Regions from separate parts of the Vulpes vulpes genome. Here region 1 is linked to region 2. A link is a contact called in public Hi-C data. All regions are on one chromosome and are shown on one strand. The core of a region is the stretch at or near the end of the contact, and the rest is flanking DNA. Distances in the headings are between cores, read along the strand shown.

Region 1 (6,249 bases), core at 1,068-3,567, 140 kb after region 2:
GTGGAAACAATTAAATCTAGTCTCTTATATCACTATATATTCTTAACCATTCAAGGTAGGAAATAATGGGAAGCTGTGCATCTGGAAGCAGATGATTTGAGCTATTCTGATATAGTGCAGTTATATCACAGCAGATTGGAAGGACATTTCAAGATCATGCAGAGGGCTTGAGCTACAGTTCCCTTTCCCAGCTACATTACATTCCTGCTGCTTGCTGGCTTTCTTCTTCACTTATCCGGGTTACAAATAATTAGTGCCTCCTAGGCACCAGGTTTCTCTATTTTGTGCAGGAAGTGAGAAAATAAATAAGACACAGCATCCTGGCATATATTGCCCTTGGTTTCTTCCCCCTGCCTATCTTTGCATCCGTTCCAACTGTTGCTTACTGATAGGAGGTGATCTCAAAGTGACTTTTCAAAAGTTCTAACGCTTGCCGTTCAGCATCAGTTAACAATGGGCACAGCATCCGGACTCTACTTCTCAGTAGAATGCCTCTTTCTACAGCTCAACGCAAGGTTTGTTTTTGTTTTAATTCGGGAGTGTTTCAAGTCTAGCGTAGTTCCATCATTTACCTCCTGACAGCCTGATAACCAGGGAGCCATAAGTCCCTTATCTGTGGGCTGTTTAATGACGATATAGTACCGCCATGGGAGCAATAGACTAAGGCCCTTTCCAGATGCCATATTTTAAGACTTTCAGCTGGAAAAATCTTCAGTATGTGAAATTTATTCTATTTTAAGTCAGAATTCCCTCTCCTTATTTAGAGGCAACAACAAAAATCGACCTCTGGTTTGCTGCCTCCTGTATTTCCAGCTGTGGGCCACACAGTCCTCTAATTTGTAGTTTTCAGGCAGGCGGAGGTTGGAAAGAGGCAAATGTGGCCTCAACAGCAGATAAGTGTGTCAAGACTGTGACAGGAATCCTCAAGGCTGCTACAGAATTTTTTTTTTTTTTTTTAAAGTCACCTCCTGTTCTGCAAGGCAGAGCTGCCTATTCCTTTCTCTGTTGCCCTTCACTAGGTTCTCTGAGAGCCTGGGCCCAAGAGACACCAACCAGATAGTCGGTTTCCTCAGTTTTCGCTGTCTACAGGTAATTATGCTAAAAAGTCTGTAGTAGCAGATCTTATTACGCTCGAGTACATTATGCATTCTAGAGCAGAAGTTTTTTTGCTGGAAAGCTTCGCTGTCAAGATTACGATTTGCATTTTTTACTAGATACTTCTCTTTTGCTCTTTGAGGACAAACGCGTTTAAGGATTCCTTTGTGCATAAACAGGAGAGCAAAACACAAAACAGCCTACATGTGGGCTTGAGCCTGTGCTCTTGACGAGCCTGGCGTGGCTTTAAAAGCGGGCATGCGGGGATCCCTGGGTGGCGCAGCGGTTTGGCGCCTGCCTTTGGCCCGGGGCGCGATCCTGGAGACCCGGGATCGAATCCCACGTCGGGCTCCCGGTGCATGGAGCCTGCTTCTCCCTCTGCCTGTGTCTCTGCCTCTCTCTGTCTCTCTGTGACTATCATAAATAAATAAAGAAAAAATTAAAAAATAAATAAATAAATAAAAGCGGGCATGCACCTGCTGGCCGCGGCGCCGGGAAGGGTCGGGGTCGGGAAGCAGGAGGCACTGCAGCCGCACCCGTAATTAGGAATGCCGGGTCCCCAAACCAGACCGCAAGTACTGCAAGTCCAAGTCATTCCCTCCTAACTTCCCAACACGCCCTGCCCTGGTGTTTGAGACCCTCCCCCGCCGGGTCCCGAGGGGCGCGCCCGTGGGGCCTTACTGCGCAGTCGGTCCTGCCGGGGAGGGGGCAGCGTCTCCAGCCTGGGAACTCAGGGGCTTCGGGCGGAGGCTGGGCCTTGGCCCAGGGGCTGGCGCTGCTGGCCCTTCTCCGTCCAGGACGAGCCCGGCACGCAGCCTGCAGCCCCCGCGGCGGCAGGAGGCCCGCGCGGTCCAGGAGAAGGGCCGCGGGCTCGGGGCTCGGGGGCTCGGGGCTGGGGGCTCGGACGCCGCCGCCCGCCCCAGGGCTCCCCGCGCGCTTCGCGCTCTCTCGCAGACGCCGGGCGGCCCGGCCGGCAGTGCGGCGGCTTGGCGGGCGGAGCGCGGAGCCGAGCTCCGAGGACAGCCGCCGGCCCCCGAACCGCCGCCGCAGGCCCCTTCCTCCCAACTGCCGGGGCTCGGCCCACGGGTGGGAAGCGGCGCTCAGAGTTCAGCCCCGTCGAGCCGGCGCCAGCCAATGGAGTGCGCGGATCGGGCCACGTGACAGTGGCGGGGCGGCGCTCCGGCGGCCCCGAGTCTCTATGGTCTTCGCGGCTCGCTAGAGGGCGTGTGGTCCGCTGGAGGACTCCCTACATTCCTCCTCCATTACCTCACTGCCTCCGGTGGCTGCTGGGATACTGGAGGACCCGGGTCCCGGCGCGACTCAGTCCTCCAGCCGCCCGGGGAATACCTCTAGTTCCTCCCCGCCGCCACCGCCGCCGGCCGCCCGCCGCCTCCTCCGCCGCTTCCTCCGCCCGCCGCCCGCCGCCGCCGGCCTTGTTCGCCCCGCCCCGTCCGCGCCGCGCGCCCGGCCCGCCCGCCCGCCCCGGGCCCGCTTCTCTCGGGAGCCCCCACCCAGGCGCATGGCTCCATGAAGCAGGAGGAGAGGGCAGAGCGCGAGAGGTCCCGTCCACCGCGGCTGCGTCTGGGCCAGGAGAGAAGGTGGGAAACTCGGGCTGCGCCGCGCCCTCCTCCTCCCCGCGCCGGCCCGGCTGCCCGCGGGGCCTCCTCACGCTGGGGCGAGCGCAGGGCCCGGGGCGGGGGCTCCGGGGTCAGGGCCGAGGGTCCCGGAGCGCGTGGGGGAGGGGCCGCCGGAGGCCGGGCGAGGCCGGGGCGAGGCCGGGGCAGGCCGGGGCGAGGCGGGGCGGGCGGGGCCTGCGGGCCTGCGGGCGGGTCCCCGCCGGGGGCCGGGGGCCGGGGGCCGTGCGGGGGAGGCGCTGGCGGCCGCCCGGGGGGTGAGGCGAGGCCGGGAAGGCTCGGGCGCCCTCCGCGCTCCCTCCGGCGAGCGCTGTGTGTCTCGGTAAAGTTTGGTGGTCTCCGGCGCCGCCTGGCGGCCCCCGCCCCGAGCCCCCCGCCCCGAGCCCGCCCCCGCCGCCCCCGCCGCCCCCGCCGCGGCCCGGCCTCCGGATTCCGCCCCCGCGGCCCGGCCCTCGCCGCCCGACGGCCGCTCCGGCGCCTCCCAGCTCCCCCGGCTCCCCCGGCGCCCCGTACTCTGCCCGCCACCCCCCCCAGCGCTCCTGCCCGCCTCTGCCCCTCCCCACTCCGCCGTCCGCTCTTGCCCGAGTCTTCAGGCTGCCTCTCCTCTTGCTCTTCTCTTTTCCCCCAGCCCCACCCTTTTGCACCGTAGCCCCAGCCCCAGCCCCAGCCCCATCCCCATCCCCATCGCCCTCCCCCTTAAACTCTCCTTCCCGGGCTGTGGGTTTTGCCCTTCATCCCTCGCCCTCCTCCCTTCGCTGTCCTGACCTGAACTCCTCACTTTGCCACACTCCCTCACCCTCATCCCTCCGGGCCTATCCTCTTTCACTGCCCTCTCCTTGGATAGTGTGGGTGGGGCTTGGAGTCTCCTGTTTACATCGTTGGGAATAGCTTGATTCCCTAACCCTGGGGGGGTGGGGGGTGGGGGGAGGGGGAGTTGTTGAAGAGATTCATGCACGACTAATAGTGAAGATGAAGAACTCACCAACAATTAGCACCTCCACCTGGGGTGACAAGATGGCCTGTCCCCAGGACCCTGGCGTGCTGTCCAGTAATTCTTCGACACCGTCTTTGCAGAGGACTTGAGAATATGTGTGTATTCTGAAGCCAGTGGGAGGGCCCTGAGATGGTATATCTTGGCCTGAGAGCAAGTTTTGATCTAAATTAGCGGTGGAAGAAGCTATCCCGTGCGTCTCATGTTCAGGTTCAATAAAACCTTTGATCCTCCGCGTCCTCCCTGCTTGGTGATGACACCAAGGATGAGGTGATTCAGTGCACAGGACTGCCATTGCTACCTTGTATTTAGATTTTGAAATGTTTTGAAGTAGGGAGAGCTTGTTCCTAGCTTTTGTTTTTTTTCTTTTTTTTTTCTTTTTTTTTTCTAGAAATTGCCCTATGAGTTGTGATTTTTCAAAAACCCTATCTTCTGGACCGCCTTGATTTTGTTCATTCACTGCACCTGCATTTCTATCTTAGGTACAGGAAGAAGGAATGGAATCGGAAGGAAGAAGGCTCATTTCAGAGACAAAATAGTTCCCCTCCTCTATTATAGCTGTTCCCCTGGCAATACAAACTATCTGCTTTCAGTGAGTATTATCTTGGACATATTTAGAATGTTTAGAATTTGTTGCTGTTATTGGTTTTAGCTTTGGGCTAGGGCGTCAGGATATAGGATTACTTCTTCGCTTGTATTTTTCTACTTCCTTGAGAGGGTTCTAGTATTCGTGAATTTCCTTCTACTTGCTCTCTTAAAATAATTTAAATACGTAAAAACGAGTTTATTTTTAATGATCCCATCAAAGTGACCTACATAGTGGTGTAGTATTACACTTAACCTGTATGCTTTCAGTACATAACGGTCTGGCTCCCACCCCTTCCCCCAAATTACTCATTCTTAAGACAGCCAAAGATGAAAACTCTCAGGTTAATTCAGTTTCTGATGAAGGTCAGTTATTGGGTCTCTTCCATATGGTTATAATCTTCAGAGAGTTTTGGAACATTTTGCCCTAAATCTTCTATGATGATACTATTTTCTAGAAAAACTTTTATTACTGTGCATCCCCTTGAGTTTATTAATTGTGGTATGCTAACACTTAAAAGATGTTTTTCACAGTGCTTCACATTCTGTTGGAGCCTTTATAATCCCTCTGTGAAGGAGGTAGGGACAAATATTTTCGTTTTACAAAAGAAAGAACCAAGGCCCAGAAAGATCTGGCGCTTTGCCATAGATCGCATAGTAAAGGGAGGGGATCTAAAAACAAAACATTTGGCTCCTATGTTTTTCTTTAAGCTAAGTTGAAATGAAAAGACATAGTTCTGTGCATTTTTTGTAAATTTTAAAAGCAGTTATGTAGGTAGATTTGTATTTTGTGGGGACTGCTTCTCCACCTAAGATCAAGTGTATTTTATTTGGATATGTATATGTGTGTATATTGAGGTTTCAAAAATATCAAAGTGATTATTTGAAATGATTACCAGAATGTAGGTTTTTCATCTATTTCTTGGAATGGTTATATAAGTAGGCCAGAACTACACTTCAGGTGCCATTTCCCTACTCATACGACATAATTATTAAATTGAATTTCAGTTCATCTTGCTGTCCTGAAGGAAACAACAACCCATTCCTTCTATATAAAGCTTGATTTGAACAGACATCTGGATACTACATAATAACAAGAAAAGTGGAAATTCCTTTTTTCTTTGCCTCTTTTCTACCTCCCAGATCTATTTGTTATAAGGTCATGCTCCCCAATAAGCTGTTTTGAGGCTTGTCTTCAAGAGGTCAATCTAAATTTTGTTTTTTCATCTGCAGGCTTTTTAAAATCTGGTTATTGTTTGAAACCTAACTACTTTGACAGAGAGGTTCCATTAGTACTTAATATAAATTAAGACTTCTACAATAATAGCATATTTAGCAAGTCTCATCTCTTTTTAGTGTACGTCTGTAAGTTGAAGACAGGACTCTGGTAGAATAAAAGTGTAGAGAACTCTCAGACCAGTATTCATTCTTTATATTTTCTGGCATCTCACAGTGAACAGAACAGTGGATGATTTATTAGAAGCAATTGCTCTGCAAAGAGGAAAAGCATCAAGGTCATTAGAGTTACAATTTCATGTCATCTTTTAGACTACAAGGTAGTTCTTAATAGAATTTTATTATGAGGGCATTTATTTTTCTAGATTTTCTAAGAATCCTAACCCATGTTATTTTTATAATGTACCCTATCATAGTGGTAGTATTAATAATGGCAGACATTTTAATAAATAATAGTTATATGCCAAAGAATGCTAGATGCTTTTCACGTGTTACTTATTGATGGTCACAGATAACTCTCTGTGGTATTGGGAGCCTAAATCCACAGAGATGTGACAACCTGCCCCAGTTTGCATAGCCAGTATAAGTCAGAGTTAGAATTTGAGCCTACACTGTAATCCGAAAGCCTAGGCTCTGTCCTCTGATGATGGGAGCTGCTCTGTGAAGATGGCGGTGAATTTAAGGAGCGTGAAAGGGACCCTCAGCAAG
Region 2 (6,564 bases), core at 2,829-5,328:
ACATTAAACCGGTTGCATGGAAATAGAGTAGTAGATGGCTGGAGCCAGTGCTGCCACCCTGGATCATGAGGCAGCAGATGAAATTTGGCAGAGCAGGAGACAGTAATCTAGATCTTTATAGATAATGCACCCACCACATCAACTCTTCACTGTCTACTTTCAGACTTCATACTTCACCTTGACATGTTTGGGCAGCTATAGTGAGACTCACTCAAATTAATGTGAATTTATCAACAAGTTGTGAATGGCTATAAAGAAGATAGGTTCACTCTGGCTCATGAAGAGTGGGCTGTAGATGAAGACCCACAGGGCTCCTGGTCAGGTAAAGAGATTTAGTCAGCTGGTTGCTCTGACTTTCTAAGAGGTGTTTATCCATCTCCCCTCCACTGCCTGGTGAATTGGCCCCCATGTGTTGCTGCTTTTATGGGTTTCCCCTGACGACCAGTTGTCCTTAGGAACTCCATGCTGCTCTTTTCTGTCTATGGCTTCAGCCTATTTCTGGCTCACTTTCCTCATGGCTTTCATGAAGCTCAGGCTTTTCAGCTTCTGCTCCTTCTCTTCTTCTCTAGATTTCAAATTCTACTTTCAAATTATATACTTTCAAATTCTGGAGAGAATTGAGAAGTTTGGATAGTTATATTCTTTCTCGTTTGGACAGAATATTCCTTCAAGACAGCCTATAGAAGAGATGCCCTAGCGTCAGATGCCACCTACCCTGGGTGTATTAGGTAGCTATTGCTGCATAACAAACCACCACAAACTTAGCAGCTTAACACAACACACATTTATTTTTTAAAATATTTTTAAATTAAATTTTCCAACATATAGTATAATACCCAGTGTTCATCCTATCAAGTGCCCTCCTTAGTGCCCATCACCCAGTTACCCCATCCTCCACCCGACTCCCACAACACACATTTATTATCTCATAGTTTCTGTGGGTCAAGAGTCCAGGTGTGACAATTAAGGTATCAACTGGACTAGGTTCTCATCTGGAAGCTTGACTAAGGAAGAATCAGCTTCCAAGCTCACCCAGTTGTTGGCAGAACTTATTTCCTTGGTGTGTAGGACTGAAGGTCTAAACTCTTGCAGATGTTTTCTGGAAGCCACCCTCCAATCCTAGAGGTTGCTTGCAGTTCCTACCAGGCCACCTATGGTTCCTTGCCATGTCACATGGCTGCTTTATCAGGCCAAATAGAAGTCTCTAGAGCAAGTCTGACAGCAAAACAGTCTCATAGAACATAACATGGTCAAGGAAGTGACATCTCATCCCCTTTGCCATCTTCTATTAGAACAAATCGCAGGTCCTTCTCACATTCATGGGAAAGGAATTACACAAGGGAATAAACACCAGAAAGAGGATCATAAGGAGTCATCTTACGATCTATCCACCATACCTAGCACATGTACATTTGGGGTAAGGACAGTGGTACAGAATGTGGTGCCAGGAGGTAATACATGGTGAGTCTTGCCTGAGACAGATGAAGGTTATAAACAGATGAAGGTTATAAAAACAGTGGATATGACAAAGTTCAAAAACATCACATCCTTTATATCTATAGCTCATTTAATCTATACAATAAGTTGGAGAGAAGTAATGGCATTCTCACTTTACAGATGAGTGAACTGGATGGGACTAGATTTCTCTGGCTTAAGAGTTGGGCCAAGGGGAGCATCTGGACTGAGAGGAACCACAAGGAGTATCATTAGACCACCCAGGTTCTTACAGACTGAGAACCATAGGAGCCCAGTGCCAAAAGCCTACTACAGCTCCACCAACACTTATAGGCCACCCACTGACACTTCACTACCACAGGACACTTGCATTGAGACCCTGTCCTCTTTGTTGGTAGAGGGCAGTAGTTATTTGCCTTCCTTTAGATAACCACCCAGTGTGTGGTGTTTGTTGGTGTCTTTGCTCAATCCATCCACACTACCTTATGTGAGCAATATCATTATCTAGACCCAAGAAAAGCACCTGAAACTGACAGGAGGCTTGAATATTTGGGATGTATGGAGGACTCAGCCCAGCTGGGGTACAAGGATTGTCTTGGTGTGCCTTCAGCACACCAAACTCGGTGGTGGGGATTCTAAAACCCAGCAACATAACCATGGATTTTCCTTCAAGTGTCCATGATATGAAGGACAAGAGACATGCATGAATAAAGCAGCAGAGGCTGTCCCTAGTAACTGAGGAAAACTCAGATTTCATCCATGTACTATGATGTGTTTGCGACTATACTCAGCAAACATTTATTGAATCCTTCCTGTTGACTGGAGATACAAACATGATTAATTTCTCTCTCTGCCTACTCCAGGAGGAATATAGAGTAGACAGATTAGTGCTATATTAGAGGTACTGAAGAAGTTTCAGAAAGTATCCTGTGGGGGGGGGGGGGGGGGCGGGGGAGGAGTTCAAGGAAGGCTTGTAGGAGAAGATAAATAATTTTCTTTCCAGGTAGGTAGTGCAGAATTGGTGGAACTCTACCAGGTGATTGCTGAAGGTTGAGGCCTTATAGAAGGTACATCAGCCTTGAGCAAAACCCTGGAAGTCAAACTATGTGGAGAATTGGTGGAAACTACTGTTGAGAGAGTATCCTATGTTTGAGTTGGAGGGACTAAATTATCAAGACCTTCAATACTGGATTTAAAGATTTATTCTGAAGTCATTGGAACATCATGGAAGGGAAGAATGGACTCAGATTAATGTTTTAGGAAGAGAAGTCTGTGGAGGTCATATTGGGAGTAGAAAGAGATTCAGGTGGGGGCACTCGATTACAGCACTACTATAATCCAGACAAGAAATAGTGAAAGCTTGAGCCAAGATTATGGAAGCCACCGGAAAGGCAGTACAGAGGTACATATGGTGACATTGGGTGATAGAAAAGTGAAAAATAACAACAATAAAACCAAAGGCAGAGAGGATGGTGATGTCATTCATCAAACCCAGAAATCAGAAGGAGGGCATAGATAAGGCAAATCAAAAAAGGTGTTCAATCCGTTACCTTTCAGAGGGTTGGGAGACATATTTGTGGAACTGTAGGTGTACAACTCAGAGAGAAGTCACTGTGTGGATAAGATTTTGAGTCATTTTCAAGAATGCATTAAACTAGTTAGGAAGATAGTAGAGCATTATAAGACGGTTGGGCCCTTGGCGAGTGCTGTATTTGTGAGAAAAAAAGAAGTATAATGGAGCTTGATACGGATAGGAGTAGAACCAGGAGGGAGTGCGGTTATAGAGGCCACGGGATAAACGTTAAATGGAATTACTGTCGGTAAGACATGGTAAGAGCTAAGCAAGGACCACTCCGTAAAACAGATCACCGGCAACTTTTGGGAAGCAGTTTGAGAAGGGCGGCAGGAGCAGAATCCAGCAAGAGTCATAGACTGCCTAGCAAGAGAGGAGGCTCAAGTGCATCACATCAGTTACATTTAGAAGAAATTTGAAGAGGGAAGGAAAGTAGCTTGAGGAAGGAGAGGGTACTTGAGAGTCATCCTTGTTGCTATGAGCTGCTGTCTTCCTAGCAAGCAGTTATCTTACCCAGCTGTGCAGGATAGGAAGGAGGAGCTCCACCCCTACTTATTTCTAACTAGCCACAAAACTCCAGGCCTAAATTACCGACTGGGAAAGGAGAAGGGGCAGGTAATGTCTATTAACAGATCCGAATTTTGCTTCAAGATTTTTGGCTAGGACTTCCACAAGGGTGGGCATCCCTGGGTGGCCCAGCGGTTTAGAGCCTGCCTTTGGCCCAGGGCGTGACCCTGGAGACCCGGGATCGAGTCCCACAAGGGGATCCCTGCATGCAGCCTGCTTCTCCCTCTGCCTGTGTCTTTGCCTCTCTCTGTGTGTCTCTCGTGAATAAATAAATAAAATCTTAAAAAAAAAAAAAAAAGACTTGCACAAGTGTGCAAACTCCAATCGTCTACCCCAAACGAAACAACAACAAAGCAGCACCATCCCCTTCGCTTCTTTGCAGCCTAGACCGACGGAGCCAGTGCACAGCGCCCGAGTCGTGCACCGGGGCCGCTCGGAGCCAGCGGGCTTTACCCCCGGTGCACGGCCTGGGGCTGCCTCGCGGAGCCGCGCACGGCTCTCGGGGCGGCGCGCCGGTTGCACACACCGCACAGCCGCTCCGGTTCAGCGCGCCCGATCCTCCAGCGATGCGCAGGCTTCGCCAGCCGTCGCCTTGGGTGGTGACATCAAGTCCCACAACGCGGCGCGGGGAAGTGAGCACAGGCAGGACCACCCTCGGTCCTGCTGCGGCCTCTTCGCCCCGCTGCAGTCGGCCTCCATCACCCTCTGCCCGTGCCGCACCTCCCGTGGGAAAATGAAGTCTAGCGCCGTCAGTGGAGGAAAAGGGTGGGATCCGCTACCTCTTTACGAGGCAAAGGAAAAAGGCAGAGAACCCGCTCCTAGCAGCAAAGGGGTGTGTTGCACCGGCCGGGTCGCCCGCAGATCCCGCCCAGGCCCGCCCTCCGGGCCCCAGAGACTACATTTCCCAGAGGCCCCCGCGGGCCCAGTGGGCGGGCCCGTCCGATCTCCCGCTCACGCCGAGCGGTGACTGGCTTCCCCAGAGGGGGGCGGGGCTTGACCCAGCCAATAGGGGAGAGGCTCGTTACGGCGGCGGAAGCAGCGGCGCTGGGCTGAGGGGTGGGGGACAGAGTGCTAGCGCCCCGGCTGCGGCGGCTGGTCCGGAGCCCGAGGACGTCGGCCCCGCAGGCGGAGAGCGCACGGGAGCGAGCTCGAGGTGGCGCGACGGCCCCTCGGCGCAGCACCCAGGTAATGGCGGGACGGGCGCCCGGGAGGGGAGGGGAGGGGAGGGGAGGAGACGAGGGGGCGGGGCGGCCGAGCCGGGCTGCAGCGTCCGTCCCTCTGCGTCCCTGGGGAAGGGCAGCGGCGCTTCGGCTCCTGCGGCTCAGACCGAGGCTCTTTCTCGAGCTGAGCACGGCGGTTGGGCCGGCGGCAGGAACCTGGGGTCCTGCGGCGCGGAAGGGAGAGACTCGGGGAGGGGTGGGCTGTCTCGGGCTCGGGGGCGTGGCGGGCGTGGGCCCTGGCGGGCGAGTGGAGCGGCCGGGGGAGCGCCGGCGGGCGGGCGGCCCAGGGAGTTTGGCTCCTGGAGCAGTTTAAAGTGACTCTCCACATCCGGGCCCTGCGCCCGCCGCTTTCAGACCCCGGCCGGGGCGGGGCCTGCCGCCCCCCCGCCCCCCTCTCCGGGAGCGCTCGCCCTCCGCTGCCATTGGCTCGGCCTCGAGGGCTTTGGGCTGCCCCGGCGAGGCGCGCGCGTGATTGGCTGGGAGTCGGCGGGAGGGAGGGGCGGGACCAGAGCGCGCAGGCCTCCGCGGATTGGTGCGGCCCCGCGAGTGACGCGCCTGGTGTGGGGCCAATGGGCGGGCGGGGGAGGTAGGGGCAGGCTCGGGGGAAGGAGGCTGGATCCCAGCCGTGGCGGGGTGCGCGGGGCCGGCGGGGCGGACAGCGGCGGGGCCAAGGCGCGCCTGGGCAGGAGCCCTCTCCGCGACCCGGGGGCCCAGCTCTGTTACCGAGATGGGCCCCCCGCGGCATCCCCAGCCCGGCGAGGTGGAAGCGGGCGGTGCGGGCGGCGGGCGGTGGCTGCAGGTAAAGAGGCGCGCCGCTTGCCCCGGGGCTCCCCGGACGCCGGCCTCCCTCCTCGCCAAGACAGAGTCGCTGACGCCCGGAGTGTCGCTGCGAACCCGCGTTCTGCGGTCTCAGCGGTGGGCTTGGGGGTGGGGGTGGGGCCGTGTGCGAACCGGGAGTGTGGGTAGAGCGAGGCTGCTGAGAAGTGGGGGTGGCCTAGGGAGAGGGGCGAGGGTCTCCGGCCCGGCGGGGGTAGGGGGTCTGCGAGAGAAGGGAGGAGATCCGTAAGGGGAGGCCTGTGCGGAAAAGCATTTCAGAGTTGCTTTGGGATCAGGTCTGCAGGCGAGTAAGGTTTCTGGATTCTTGGAACAGGGCATCTCCCCTCGGGTCTCTCCCTTGACTTGCTGCTGACAGTTGTGCTCACCGTGGTGGGAGCTTCAGTATTGCAAAGGAGCGTGCGCTTCCCCGTACACCTGTGTATGGGACACATAGTGTATCGTGCTAATACCTGTCATGTGGCTGTTGTACAGGATTCAGTGTTGGTTTATTTCAGTGGCAATCCATGAGTGTTTACCGAGTGTCGTAGTTCCCTCAACACCGCCCAGATGATTTCACTATTACTCGAACCCGTGCCCCTTAAACACTTACAGAATCTAGACCATTTCTGCTGCATATGTTGGCCACAAGTAATTGCTGCAGGTGAATGAAGCTGCATTTGCTTTTCTGAGGGACAGCATAGGTATTGGAGATGCTTTGATTTCTCGTCATTGATTCTAATGGGAGAATTTAGTAATAACCGTATGACTGTATGCACTGCAGGTGGAAATGAGTTCTCAACAGTTTCCTCGATTAGGAACCCCTTCCACTGGGCTAAGCCAGGCGCCTTCACAGATTGCAAACAGTGGTTCTGCAGGATTGATAAACCCAGCTGCCACAGGTGAGATATGTGATATTCCTCTATATCGCTTCTT

Evidence for each region. A called contact is a pair of places that touch in the nucleus more often than the background predicts.
Region 1: a contact with region 2 is called in a Hi-C map of skeletal muscle, with 2.5 times the contacts expected there. The contact joins the promoter of AMMECR1L here to the promoter of SAP130 in region 2. A contact is called at or near these places in 2 of 3 Hi-C or Micro-C datasets (both in skeletal muscle).

What each region holds. Positions count from the first base shown.
Region 1 is chr5:2,869,262-2,875,510 of VulVul3, forward strand. AMMECR1L (AMMECR1 like) reads left to right here and starts at 2,318. Exons shown (of 8, transcript XM_072757452.1): 1 at 2,318-2,693; 2 at 4,203-4,312. LOC140598961 (a long non-coding RNA gene) reads right to left here and starts at 2,291. Exons shown (of 2, transcript XR_012001468.1): 1 at 1,777-2,291; 2 at 1-1,509.
Region 2 is chr5:2,731,076-2,737,639 of VulVul3, forward strand. SAP130 (Sin3A associated protein 130) reads left to right here and starts at 4,079. Exons shown (of 21, transcript XM_026015676.2): 1 at 4,079-4,780; 2 at 6,413-6,530. The coding sequence starts at 6,419.